Regions from separate parts of the Sus scrofa genome. Here all the other regions are linked to region 4. A link is a contact called in public Hi-C and HiChIP or PLAC-seq data. All regions are on one chromosome and are shown on one strand. Each heading gives the region's core, a stretch centred on a gene start, on an enhancer-like site or on the middle of the called end of the contact. The rest is flanking DNA. Distances are from core to core; before and after follow the strand shown. Region 1 holds the start of USB1 (U6 snRNA biogenesis phosphodiesterase 1). Region 2 holds the start of POLR2C (DNA-directed RNA polymerase II subunit RPB3). Region 3 overlaps LOC106507576 (a long non-coding RNA gene). Region 4 holds the start of KATNB1 (katanin p80 WD40 repeat-containing subunit B1).

Region 1 (2,827 bases), core at 17-2,516, 220 kb before region 4:
TTTCTGACTTCTTCCTCCAGGTGGGGGCCAGCTCCCTCCCATCAAGAGTGTCAGCTACCCACCTCTCCCGCATTACTTACAAGTATGTAGACATGGGTGGCCCAGTTGCCCCGCTCGTGGGGGAATGTGCGCACCCGGCCCCCATGTTTTGCACTGTCATCTGCAGGCCCCTCCTCCGTGCCCGGGAACATGTGCAGCACGCTCTCGGTACTGGCAACCTCTGGCTGGAAAGAGGGCTCTGGCCCCTGCAAGAGAAAAGAAAACAAGCACATTTAGCCTCCTGGCATTCTCTTCCTCTGTACACTCGATGAAAGTTGTAACCCCTTGGACCAGGTGACTCTGCTTGTCTATTTCTCACCAGGTGCTGTAAGCAGTTTCTAGATAACCACACCGCTCTTTCCCTAGTACTGTCTCATTGTGGGGGGCTCCCAACAACTCCAGGAGGCAGACCTCAGCAGGGAAACAACCCCAACAACCCCGCAGGCTGCAACATGTGGTTTAGAAGTCACAAGCCTTAACTGGACAAGCCTGAGTTGGAGTGGCTCTGTAGTCTTGGGCAAGTCAGGGGCCCTTTGGGGGCCTCAGTTTTCTCATCTCTAAAGCGTACTTCCACCGATAGGGCTGCTGTGAGATGAACCGACATTCGTTTTGTAAAGTACTCAACAAACAGCAGGCCTGGCAACTATGAATGGAAGCTCCACAAAGTAGAAGACTTCGATGGTGTCGCTCACTGCGGAGTCCCCAGTCCAGAGCCTGGCACAGAGAGGATCTCAATGAATATTTAATGGATGAATGAAAACACTCTCCAAAAAAGGAAACTGACCAAGTGTGGTACAGTGATGCGCGCCAGGAGACAGTGGACCAGCGGCAGAGACTGGACCCGAACTCACATTTCCTGCCTCCTAACCTTGTCCGAGCCAGGCGGGGGTACTCTGGGGCTTTGTCCAGGGCTGTCCTCTGGATCCTCCTTCCCCGCACTGCCCCTTTTTCTTCCCTTTCGAGCAGCCCCGAACCCTATGGTCCGGCCCCGGAGCTCCGGGAGCTATCTCATACTCTCCCCATAAGACTTCCTCGCTCCTCACCGACTGCGGCCTCTAGCCCCCGGCTGGGCCCGGGTCCCGGCCTTGGCCTCGGCCTCGGCCTCATCCTCGGAGCCACTGCTGCTGTAGCCCACCAGGGGCGCCGTACTCATGGGGCCCCCCTCCACGACAACACGGCGGGTCAGCCAGCAATCGCGCCGCACCCGGAATTCCGCTGCGCCGGAAGTGCTCTCCCGGGGGCGGGGCCCGGATTAGCACCGCCTCGGGGCGGGGTTTGGGGCGGGGCCCGGCAGCGAGGTAGCAAAAGACTACCCATCCAGACCACGCTGCTTGCCGGCTCGCCGCGCTCTGACAGCTACCTGGAACGTCCCGGAACTCCCACCCTCCGTGTGCCCATTTCACAGATCGCTCTGGGCCCTGACCTCTCTGCCCGTTGCTCTGTCTGCAGCAACTCTGGACCTCCCAGCAACGGATAGTCTCTGGGTCAGCGGTCAGCGCACTAGACCCAGTGGAGCTCCTTGCCCTTCGCGGTCTGGACGAGTCAGAGTCCCCGGGGCCCCTTCCCAAGTTGGCCCAAAATTAAGCTCCGGGGGACACCTCTTCAAAGAGCGAGCTGAGCAGTCAGAGGCCGGTCAGTTCCAGCAAATCAGAGGGTCTAGGAGGCCCCTCCTCTCAGGTTCAGGGGTCGGGCCAGGGGCTGGGCTCTGGGAGCCCCCACCCCTAACGCCGAGTAGGGTGGTAGGAAGCAGAGCGCCCTCCCTGGGTCAGCTGAGGCGTGCTGGCCAGACCGCAGGAGAGCGGCCCCGCGCGTCTGGCGGTCCGACCCGGCCCGGCCGCGGGGTCCCCGGCAGGGGGCGGTCTCGCTCCGCGCCTCCCGCTCCTCCCGCAGCCGCCACCGCCCCAGCTGCCGCTCCTCCCCCGGCCCCGCCTCCCTGGCCCCCGCGCCGCCCGCCTGTCCGCCGGTCTCTGCAAGGCCATCGGTCCGTCTGCCCGCCTGCCCTCCCAGCGCTCCTCCGCCCCAGCCCCGCTATCCCAGCTGCGCACGTCGCTTCCTCGGTTCCGGCCGCCGCTAGCCCGTTCCCCGCCCCCAGGCCGGCCGCCGCCGCTACGCGAGCCCGGGGATTGGCAGCGCGCGTAGGCCGCGCTACAGCGGATGGAGTCGGAATAAAGGGGCGGCCGAAAGAGCAGCCAGTCGCCACTCGCCCCGCGCCTGACCCCGCGGGCGGCCTGGAGCAGGTGAGCGGCGGGGCGCCCGGGACCGCGTCTGGGGGCCACTCCCGCGCCCGCCGCACCCCTTCCCCAGCCGGCCCGGCCGCCCCCCCACTCCCTCCGGCTCGACCCGGCGGCCTCCTGAGCTCCTGGGCGGCCCAGGCCGGCCTTGACGCGCAGCTGCCTCCCGGGCCCGGCCTGTTGCCCTGGGGCCTTCCTCGGGCCCAATCGCCCGCGGGGCGGGCGCTCGGCAGCAGCGGCCTGGCCATTCCTCACGAGGGGTGACAGGAGGCAGCCCAGCTGGGCTGGCGGGCAAGTGCTGGTGGGGAGGTGATCGGCTTTCATTCGGTTTCCCAGGGAAGAGGAAGGGCCGGGGTGCGGTGCAGGTGGGGACCGCCTCTTGCCTCCCTTACCCCAGTCTCTCATCCTCTTTGCTGAGTGATCAGAGGGGGCCTCCTGGCTGCACCTTCCTGGAGGGGGGCCGGGGTGGGCGGCAGAGCTGGAGGCTCAGGGCTAGGGACCCTCGATCTGGCAGCCATTCACGTCAGGAAATAAAAAAAAAGAACAGTTGGGCTGCC
Region 2 (2,912 bases), core at 72-2,571, 240 kb after region 4:
TTTCTGTGGGAAGCACTCTAGTCTACCATTCATGCCATCACCAAATCCAAGAACACAAACTATTTGAACACCTCAAAGTTAAACAAATCTCACAAAAACAACACAGACTTATGATCCATAGTGCTTTTTCTCCCCCTCTGATTTTTAGGGCCACCTCTGCAGCATATGGAAGTTCCCAGGCTAGGGGTTGAATCAGAGCTACAGCTGCCAGCCTATGCCACAGTCACAGCTACTCAGGATCCGAGCCCTGTCTGAGACCTACACCACAGCTCACCGAAATGCCAGATCCCCGACCCACTGATGGAGGCCAGGGATCGAACCCACAACCTCATGGTTACTAGTCGGAATCGTCTCCACAGCACCACGACGGGAACCCCATATCACAATTTATGGTATAATGACCAGACTGATTGCATTCCCAGTGCCTCGCACCACTGCCTGGTACTTATAAGCTCTGTAAACTCAGTGGATGGAACAGATTCATAAAAAGATATTTACCGGTACTGAGCACTCACTAAATACAAGGCAATTAATAGAGATTACCCCACTTAATCCTTGACGTCACCCTGATAACTACTATTAGCGTCCGAATGTTAAGAGGAAATTGCAGCACAGTTTGATAACTTGCCTAAGTTTCACAAAGACAGTATTCGACCTCAAGTCTGCAAACTCCTGAACCTGTGCTCTTTACCTCGAAGAGTGGAACTGAGTGGCCCGTGGGAGCCAGGGAAGGGGCCACAGTGGCCCTGGGGCAAGAGCACGGGGTCCGATCAAGTCTCCAGCATTGCTGTTTTCGCAGCGCCCCCACCCTGGGCCCCAAACAAGGCTGGAGTCAGGAACGCCAAGGTATGGGGAGGTGGGGGAACTGGTGGCCCTGACCACGAGGAGGCGAGGGCCGCTTACCTATTATGGGCACCTCAGCGATGAAGACCCTCCGGATAGAATTCGCCACCCTAAGGAATGAAAACCAAGCGGCGCGTGGGCACCGCAGACTCGACAGCCGGCCCCGCGCCCCACGGCTCCCAAAGCAAAAGCCCCGGCTCCGGGGCCAGTTCAAGAAAGACAGACCCCCGCCCCTCCAGAGCCGAGGCCCCGGGCACTCTGAAGCCGCCAGCCCCTTCCCTCAGCACCCTTACGCCAGGTCCGTATTCTCGATAATGAACTTGACATTCTCGTCGGTGAGCTCGGTGATCCGCACGGTTGGCTGGTTGGCATACGGCATCGCGCCAGACTGCTCGCGGGGCCTTGGGGGTCGGTTCTGCTGCTCGCGCCCCTGCGCCTGCGCCTGCGCCTGCGCCTGCGCCTACGCCGCCACCGGAAGTCGTTCAGCGCGGTCCCGCCGCTTCCGCAGAGACACGCTCAGAGCGCCGCCTGCTGCTCGGAGGCCAGGCTGCTCCGACGTTTTCTACCCTCAACCTACTTCAAAAGGCACCAGGTTCAACCATTTAGAAGGCGACTTAGTAAAACATGCACACGCCCTTGACTCCACAGAAACACTTCTAGAAATTCATATGAGAAGTGCGTGCAGTTGTAAGCAAAGATACATGTACAAGGATGTTCATTGCAGCACTATAACAAAAAACGATAAATAAAACGGATTGCCCACTGACACAGACCTGGTTAAATATACATAGGAATACTATAACAGTGTTTTTGGGGTAGGTTGTTTGGGGGTTTTGGGGGGTTTTGGGGGGGTAGGGGGGGTTGGCATGTGAAAGTTCCTGGGCCAGGGATCAAACCCATGACACAGCAGCAACCTGAGCCACTGCACTGACAACAAAAGGCCTTTAACTATATATATTTTTTTCTTTCTCCTTTTTAGGGGTGCACCTATGGCACATGGAAGTTTCCGAGCTAGGGGTTGAATTGGCACTGCAGCTGCCAGCCTATGCCACAACCATAGCAACACCGGATACTTAACCCACCCACGGAGGCCAGGAATCAAACCTGAGTCCTCATGGATACTAGTCAGGTTCTTAACCCACTGAGCCACAATGGGAACTCCCAACAATAATGTCTTTTAATGAGGTTTGTACACTGATGGAGGAACAAAAAGACAGTCAGTCCTCCCTATCCAAGGGTTCTTCAAGAAGACTGAAAGAAAAAAAAAAGTCCATAGAGTTCCAAAAAAGCAAAACTTAAAAATTTGCTCACACCCAGCAAATATTTACATAACATTAAACATTGTATTAAGTACTATAAGCAATCTAGAGATGATTTGAATTATGTGGATGTGTGTGGATTATATGCAAATCTTATGCCATTTTATATAAAAGAATTGAGCATCCAGATTTTGAGAGGGGACGGGGGAGTTCTAGAACCAAAAGCCCAAAAGACTGAGGGATGACAATACTTTACATGTACTTAGCAAAATTTGCTTGAGTGATAGGTTTATACCCTTTCCCTTCCACTCCTAAGTCTGGATCATGCACTTTTGACACTGCAGGAAGATGCAGTTCTCTTCAACCTATCACCTCCAGTTCTGCGGAGGTGGGTGGGTTATGATCTCTTCATCTCTGCATCTCCAGTGCCTGGCAGTGTGTGTCACCCAGGGGCAATGTACGACAAAGAATTATGCAAGTCCCCTAAACAGTCCCCCTAGAGAGAAGTTTGAATAGGCCTCAAAAAGGTGGCAGGAGCTCACACAGAGAAGCCCTAAAATAGAACTTGGCAGGTGACAGCATTTAGGGGGCAGAAGAAGAGTAATCTCCTACAGAGGAGAGAAAGGAAGAGCACTGAGGGGGTCCCTGCTCCACAGCCTGTGTCATCTCAGTAAATTAAGAATCAAATTGTCTGCTGAGTGCAAGAGGCATGCTATAAAGGATAAAGGAGAGAATGGAATGAAATTTGAAATAGCTACTGCTGAGAGGTTGACAGAAAGTCGAGATAAAAGGCTTAGGGAGGTGCAGAAA
Region 3 (2,783 bases), core at 85-2,584, 130 kb after region 4:
CTATCTGCACACAGCAGTGCAAATGAATCTGACAAACTTAATGATAAGTTGAAGACACATGGGTCTTGTTTGTATAAACTTCCAAAACAGGAAAAATCACAACTGGGTGGTTCAGAGATGCAGATACAGATGGTAAAACTGTCAGTACGAGTGAGGAAGTGACGCCTCTAAAATGTCAGGATGTTTCTCTGCATCGTGCAGGAAGGTGGATTATGGAGAAAGGGGACTGGGGTTTGGGGGGGGTTAACATAGGGATTTGCTTTATATTTTTGTCAAAATTGTGTGCCTATCCGCTATATTCTCTGTAATTTACTTTTTTTTCATGTTTAAAAATAAAGAATTAGGCATTCCCGTTGTGGCTCAGCAGGTTAAGAACCTGACATAGTTTCTTTGAGGATACAGGTTCAATCCCTGGCTTCGCTCAGTAGGTTATGGATCTGGTGTTGCCGCAAGCCACAGTATAGACTGCAGAAGCAGCTTGGATCCGGCATTGCTGTGGCTGTGGCGTAGGCCAGCAGCTGTAGCTCCAATTCGACCCCTAGCCACGGAATTTCCATATGGCACAGGTGCGGCCAGACAAAGAAAAAAAAAAAAAGAAATTACATCAATACAATGGATACATCATCTGCTCTCCCTTTGTGGCCAACAGCTACAGACAGGCCACCCCATCTCCCAGGAGCCCAAGTATTAGCCTTGATGACTCCCACCCACACCCGACACCCAGTCAAGCATTCCATCCTGTGTGTTCCCCCTGCCAATACTCCTCAGAGCCTCACGCTCCCTCCATTCCCACTGTCAGCACAACCGGGGGTGGGGTGGCCCACCAGTATCTCAGGTCCACACAAGGACAGCCAGAGACAGCTACTCCTCCCTGGAGGTCCTTCCAACCTGTCTCCACCGACTGCCAGAGTGATCCTTTGAAAACACCACTTGGATGGGGAACCTGCCTGGTCAAACACCTTCAATATCTCCCTACTACCCAAGCTCCATGATGGGCCCCTTCTTAGCCCTATAGTTTCTCTCTTCCCCCTCCCATGGCCACCCTGCCCCTTGAGCCCACGTGTCTGCACCCCCTCTCTTCTCCCTTTACCAGCCCCCAGCCTCCCCTACCCATCCTATTCACCACTGAGGTCTCAGCTGCAAGCGCCCTCTCGTAAGGAACCTACATGCCAGCCTGGGTTACACCCCTCACCTTCCCCTAACGCCCCTCCTAAGGAAGCAGCCAAGCCCACAGGCTCTGGGCCGGTGTGTTCCTGCAGCCAGGCTCCTGGGTGAGGAAGTGAATCCAGGACCTGCCTGAGACCAGAGGCTCCCGTTGCTGGGAAGGAAGGTCTGAGGAGCCTGTGACAGCCAGCTTCTCCGCAGAGCATCCTCTGGACCAGGGAGCCTGGGGAGGAACAGGGAACAAGCCAATAAGAGAGCCCCTGGGCTCCAATATGAGGACATCAGCAGTGACTGCGAGGGGCTGAAGCTGAACCAGAGGCCCTCTCCCCCTTTTTCTTCCAGGAGCAGCGTAAGGCTTCGGACGGTCCGACAGAGGGATGGGAAAACTTACCAATGTTCTTCTTTAACAGAGGTGGGAGAGCCAAGTCAGAGCCTCAAATGCACTTCTTGCTGGAAGTGTCCGACCTCACAGTTGGTGGGAACGTGGGTGTCCCCTCTGACCTGGGCAGGCTGTCCGCGGGCGCAGGACCGGGGAGGAAGGCAGAAGTGGCCAATCATGACCCCTGGTGGTCACCATAGGGATGACCACCCCAGAGCCTGGCTTGGCGGCCCTGGAGCTAAGAAATCCGTCTTCATGGAGTTCCCGTCATGGCGCAGTGGTTAACGAATCTGACTAGGAACCATGAGACTGGGGGTTCGATCCCTGACTTTGCTCAGTGGGTTAAGGATCCGGCGTTGCCGTGAGCTGTGTCGTAGGTCACAGACGTGACTCAGATCTGGCGTTGCAGTGGCTCTAGCTTAGGCTGGGCTGGTGACTACAGCCCCAATTAAACCCCTAGCCTGGGAACCTCCCATATGCAGCGAGAGTGGCCCTAGAAAAGGCAAAAAAAGACCAAAAAAAAGAAAGAAATCTGTCTTCACCTTGACCCCAGGTGCTGACCGTCTGGCCAGGCTGAGGCTCCCATCTAAACGTTCTTAGACACAGCTCTCACCACTGGTGTGTGAGCTGCCGGACCAGGCATTCGCAAGCTCTGAAGGGCATACTCTTGGCCAAGTCCTGTTAGAAATTGTCTAGAGAGCTGCTGAGGACGCCTGTGAGCAGGGGCCTAACAGCGACGCTTATCATGCAGGCAGCGGGCCAAGCCACTCACACCTTCTCCCTGATCCCTCTCAGCAGCCCTGGAAATAGCAACTAGGATAGCCCCCACTTTACAGGAGAGAAAACTAAGTCTCAGAGAGACCAAGAGGCTTGCCAAGGTCTGGGGTGAGGGAGCGGCAGAGCCAGGATTTGAACACAGACTGTCTCGGGTTCCCTCCTATGCTTGGTCCCTGCCTCCCTGACGGACCCTGTGGGGACAGTAATTGTGGCTGACTTTCTGAGCGTCCTGAGTGGGTCCACGGCACAAAGACGCACACACACAGTCGCTGCCACAGAACTCACCGTCTGGTGGGGTTGCTCCCGACTCCTTACGGTTCTGATGAGGAAGCAGAAGCCTATTTGAATCTCAGCTCCAGCACCGAGTAGCTGTGTGGCCTTGGGCAAGTCACTAAACCTTTCTGTGCTTCCATTTCCTCATGGGTATGACAAGTACGATACTAATCAAACTTACGTCACAGAG
Region 4 (2,755 bases), core at 157-2,656:
GGGGGTGGATCCCCCCCAGATCCGCCAATCAAGTTGACAGGGAGTTTCCACACATCCAGGCAGAGGGAATGTCTGGTCTTCCAGGCCTGTACCACCTTGTGGTTTTAAAGCATCCACAGCAGCAGCCCGTGCGTGCCTGTTGGTATCCTGGGTCATGGAACATCAGGCTTGAGCCATTTCAGCTCAACACTAGGCTGGAACACAAACAGAGGTGATGGCTTGTTAGCAAACACTCAATGGGAATTCAGGGGGTCCCTAGGTTTGGAAAACTGGAGCTGCAGCTCCCTGGATCACCAAGGGCACTTGATAAAGACAGACACCCACCAAAGCCAAGGCCCGACTGCAAATTGTGTTTGAGGATCTGGATGGAGGGCACCTCAGGCAAGGTGACTTGGAACACAAGGAAAAAGGTCTATCCCAGAGGCCAGATGATGGTGGAGGCTCTGTTCCAGGAGGCCGGCTGCCTAATGTGCAGGAGCCGCAGTGGGGCGGGGAAGACCACATGTCTGCAGTTCCCATAGATTTCTGGGAGTCACTGTTTCATCTGACGTATGGGAAGGGGGTGGAGTCACAGGCTAAGTTTAGGGGCTCACGAGGCACCCTAGAGATAGGTACTGAAGTCTTCTGTAGGGAGACCCTCAAAGAGGGCCTGTGGGATCTAATCTGTGTCAAGGTAACTACTGCAGGTGCCTGCACTTCTCAAGGGCAGTGCTGCGAACGAGGCTTCCAGGTGGGCATGAGTCGGAGTGACTCCTCAACTCTAAAAGGCGACCTCATGGAGCCTCCTACCTCCTTCCTCCAAACCTCTTCATGAACCATCTCCTCCCTGTCCCTTTTCTCCTGGGGTCCCCAGCGTTCACTCCTCCTCACTGCCGCCTGTGTCTCCCTCGCTAGCACATCCTGTTTTGGCCTCTGCCCCGCCAGACCCTTTCCCCTCGCTATCAGTATCCCCATTCATTGACTCTCCCCTTCATAACCCCTCCTCCTGCAGACCTCCGGCTCTGCTTCCGGCCTCCCCGGTTGTCGTCTCTGGCCTCCACGCTGGTCCCGCCCCTCCCGAAACTGGGGCTGGTCCCTCCGCCTCGCCTAATCCTCCCACTCCTCTCGCTTGCGGGGAGCAGGCTCCAGCCTCCCTCCGCCCGGAGCCCTCTCCGCCGCAGCCTGGTCTGGCCCTGCCTGACTCGGCCTAGTCCAGGGCTCATCTTCCCCTCGCTTTCTCGTCCGCTCACCCACTCCACCTGCAGCTGCGGGTCCGGAGGCCGAGGTTCTGCTCCAAGCGCGACCCCTACTTACCTCCATCCCCTAGCCTGATTGGCTGCTGCTTGACAACCGACCCTCACAACAAAACCTCCGGCTCAGAGCCCCTCCTTCCTCACCTCCCGCACCAATCAGCAGCCGCGAGCGATCCGCCTCTCTCCAGACTTGACCAATAGAAAAAGGCGCTTCTGCCGCTTTCCCTAAGTACCCGCCCTCTTTTCCTGACTTGGACTAATCATGAGGAAGGAGCGTTCAGGAGCCGCCCCTCTGCCTCAGTGAACCAATGCGAGCTGCAGTTTCCTTGGTTCCGCCTCTGCCTCAGGCTTACCCCTTCCTCCACTGTCCATCTCTTCCTCGAATTTCGAGACGCCTTCCAATGGCGGCTGCACCAATCGCTTTAGCAACCGCCCCAGATTGACCAATCAACTTCCGCATTATTGGAAAACCAATTCCCGGATAGCCAATGGGAAGGAGACATCGAGAGCGGCGTGAAGCCGGGATCCTTTCATTTCGGGTTGGGGCGAAGCGGGGAGCTGGTCTCAGTCATCACTTTGCTGTAGTTCCTACTGCTCCACTTTGCTCGGGAGGCGGTGTTGCTGTTGTCTGAGGGTTTTCCCTCTCTTCTCTGGCTCTGATGCCGGCTTGGACCCCCCACCGGAAGCCTAGAGGGAAACGGAGTCTGATTCCGGCTCCGAGTCAGTCGTGGAGCCGGGAAGGGCTGTGCCTACGGCCGCGGCTTCGACGAATGGAAGAGTGGACTGCACCCCTAGCGGGACCACCAACCAGGAATCGGAGAAAAGTCGACCTCCTTTGGGGCTTGTAGGTGGGGTGGGCCTAGGGAAGGGCCGCTATCCGCAGAAGCCAGAGGAACGGAGGCGGGGGTCACAAAATGTCTTGGGAGGGGAGCCACTGTGGTCGTGTTTGAAAGATATCCTGTCCCATGAGGTTTGAGCAGAGGTCAAGACTGAGACAGCCAAGCAGCTCTGGACAGATTACATTTTCAGAATTTCCAATATGCTGTCTGCAAAATTAGGGTCCCTGTACACACACACACATTACCTCCCCGCCCCCACCCCATGCCCCATGGCGAGGGTGGCCCAACTCACACAGTGGAAATGGCAAGCCCACGACTTGAGGTCTTAACACTAGACTGCAAGGGACTGAAGCCTAGCTCCTCTTCTTATCAGCCACTAATAAGCCCTGTGTGAAATGGGGATGGCATTGTTGTATTAAATAAGGCAGGACGTGCAAAGGCCATCCCAGGTCATAGATAAAGAAGGGAAGGAGAATAGGGCTGGTGCTGAAGCCTGTGAAATGATGTACAAATGGCAAATTACAAGTGTGTTTATTTACAGGAAAATCATGAGAAGCAGGAACAGACAGGGCTGCAGAGGGGGTGTGGCAGTGAGGCCAGGTACCTGAGTGGATGGTCCTCAGTTGGGTATAGGGAGCACAGGGCCAGGCTTGAGGGTAGGATTTTTCCTCTGGCAGCTTTACC

The links. A called contact is a pair of places that touch in the nucleus more often than the background predicts. HiChIP or PLAC-seq counts read pairs in DNA pulled down with a chosen protein or histone mark.
Region 1: a contact with region 4 is called in an H3K27ac HiChIP or PLAC-seq map of alveolar macrophages. The contact joins the promoter of USB1 here to the promoter of KATNB1 in region 4. A contact is called at or near these places in 1 of 47 Hi-C or Micro-C datasets (liver) and 1 of 2 datasets of contacts at active chromatin or transcription factors (alveolar macrophages).
Region 2: a contact with region 4 is called in a Hi-C map of mesenteric adipose tissue, with 1.6 times the contacts expected there. The contact joins the promoter of POLR2C here to the promoter of KATNB1 in region 4. A contact is called at or near these places in 2 of 47 Hi-C or Micro-C datasets (mesenteric adipose tissue and retroperitoneal adipose tissue).
Region 3: a Hi-C map of retroperitoneal adipose tissue shows a contact between it and region 4, with 2.3 times the contacts expected there. The contact joins the enhancer-like site here to the promoter of KATNB1 in region 4. A contact is called at or near these places in 1 of 5 promoter capture datasets (liver), 23 of 47 Hi-C or Micro-C datasets (alveolar macrophages, blood, embryonic fibroblasts and 13 more) and 2 of 2 datasets of contacts at active chromatin or transcription factors (alveolar macrophages and skeletal muscle).

What each region holds. Positions count from the first base shown.
Region 1 is chr6:19,850,459-19,853,285 of Sscrofa11.1, reverse strand. It overlaps USB1 (U6 snRNA biogenesis phosphodiesterase 1), which reads right to left and starts at 1,266. Exons shown (of 9, transcript NM_001244803.1): 1 at 1,083-1,266; 2 at 209-245; 3 at 85-206; 4 at 81-82. The coding sequence starts at 1,192. The region is part of intron 1 of CNGB1 (cyclic nucleotide-gated cation channel beta-1); the gene reads left to right. All of the region lies in intron 1 of ZNF319 (zinc finger protein 319), which reads left to right.
Region 2 is chr6:19,391,978-19,394,889 of Sscrofa11.1, reverse strand. POLR2C (DNA-directed RNA polymerase II subunit RPB3) reads right to left here and starts at 1,321. Exons shown (of 9, transcript XM_003355801.4): 1 at 1,137-1,321; 2 at 904-953. The coding sequence starts at 1,222.
Region 3 is chr6:19,496,777-19,499,559 of Sscrofa11.1, reverse strand. LOC106507576 (a long non-coding RNA gene) reads right to left here. Exons shown (of 4, transcript XR_001303646.2): 1 at 2,606-2,783; 2 at 1,556-1,674; 3 at 1,193-1,387. Among named protein-coding and RNA genes, the nearest start is that of ADGRG1, 38 kb to the left of the region's middle. Within about 2 kb of position 1,334, at least 4 of the 83 cell types and tissues checked have an H3K27ac peak or open chromatin away from gene starts, as enhancers often do. A contact at or near this core is called in retroperitoneal adipose tissue and subcutaneous adipose tissue, where this site is marked.
Region 4 is chr6:19,629,006-19,631,760 of Sscrofa11.1, reverse strand. KATNB1 (katanin p80 WD40 repeat-containing subunit B1) reads right to left here and starts at 1,406. Exons shown (of 20, transcript XM_021093935.1): 1 at 1,294-1,406; 2 at 1-194. DRC7 (dynein regulatory complex subunit 7) reads right to left here. Exons shown (of 18, transcript XM_021093921.1): 18 at 2,586-2,755.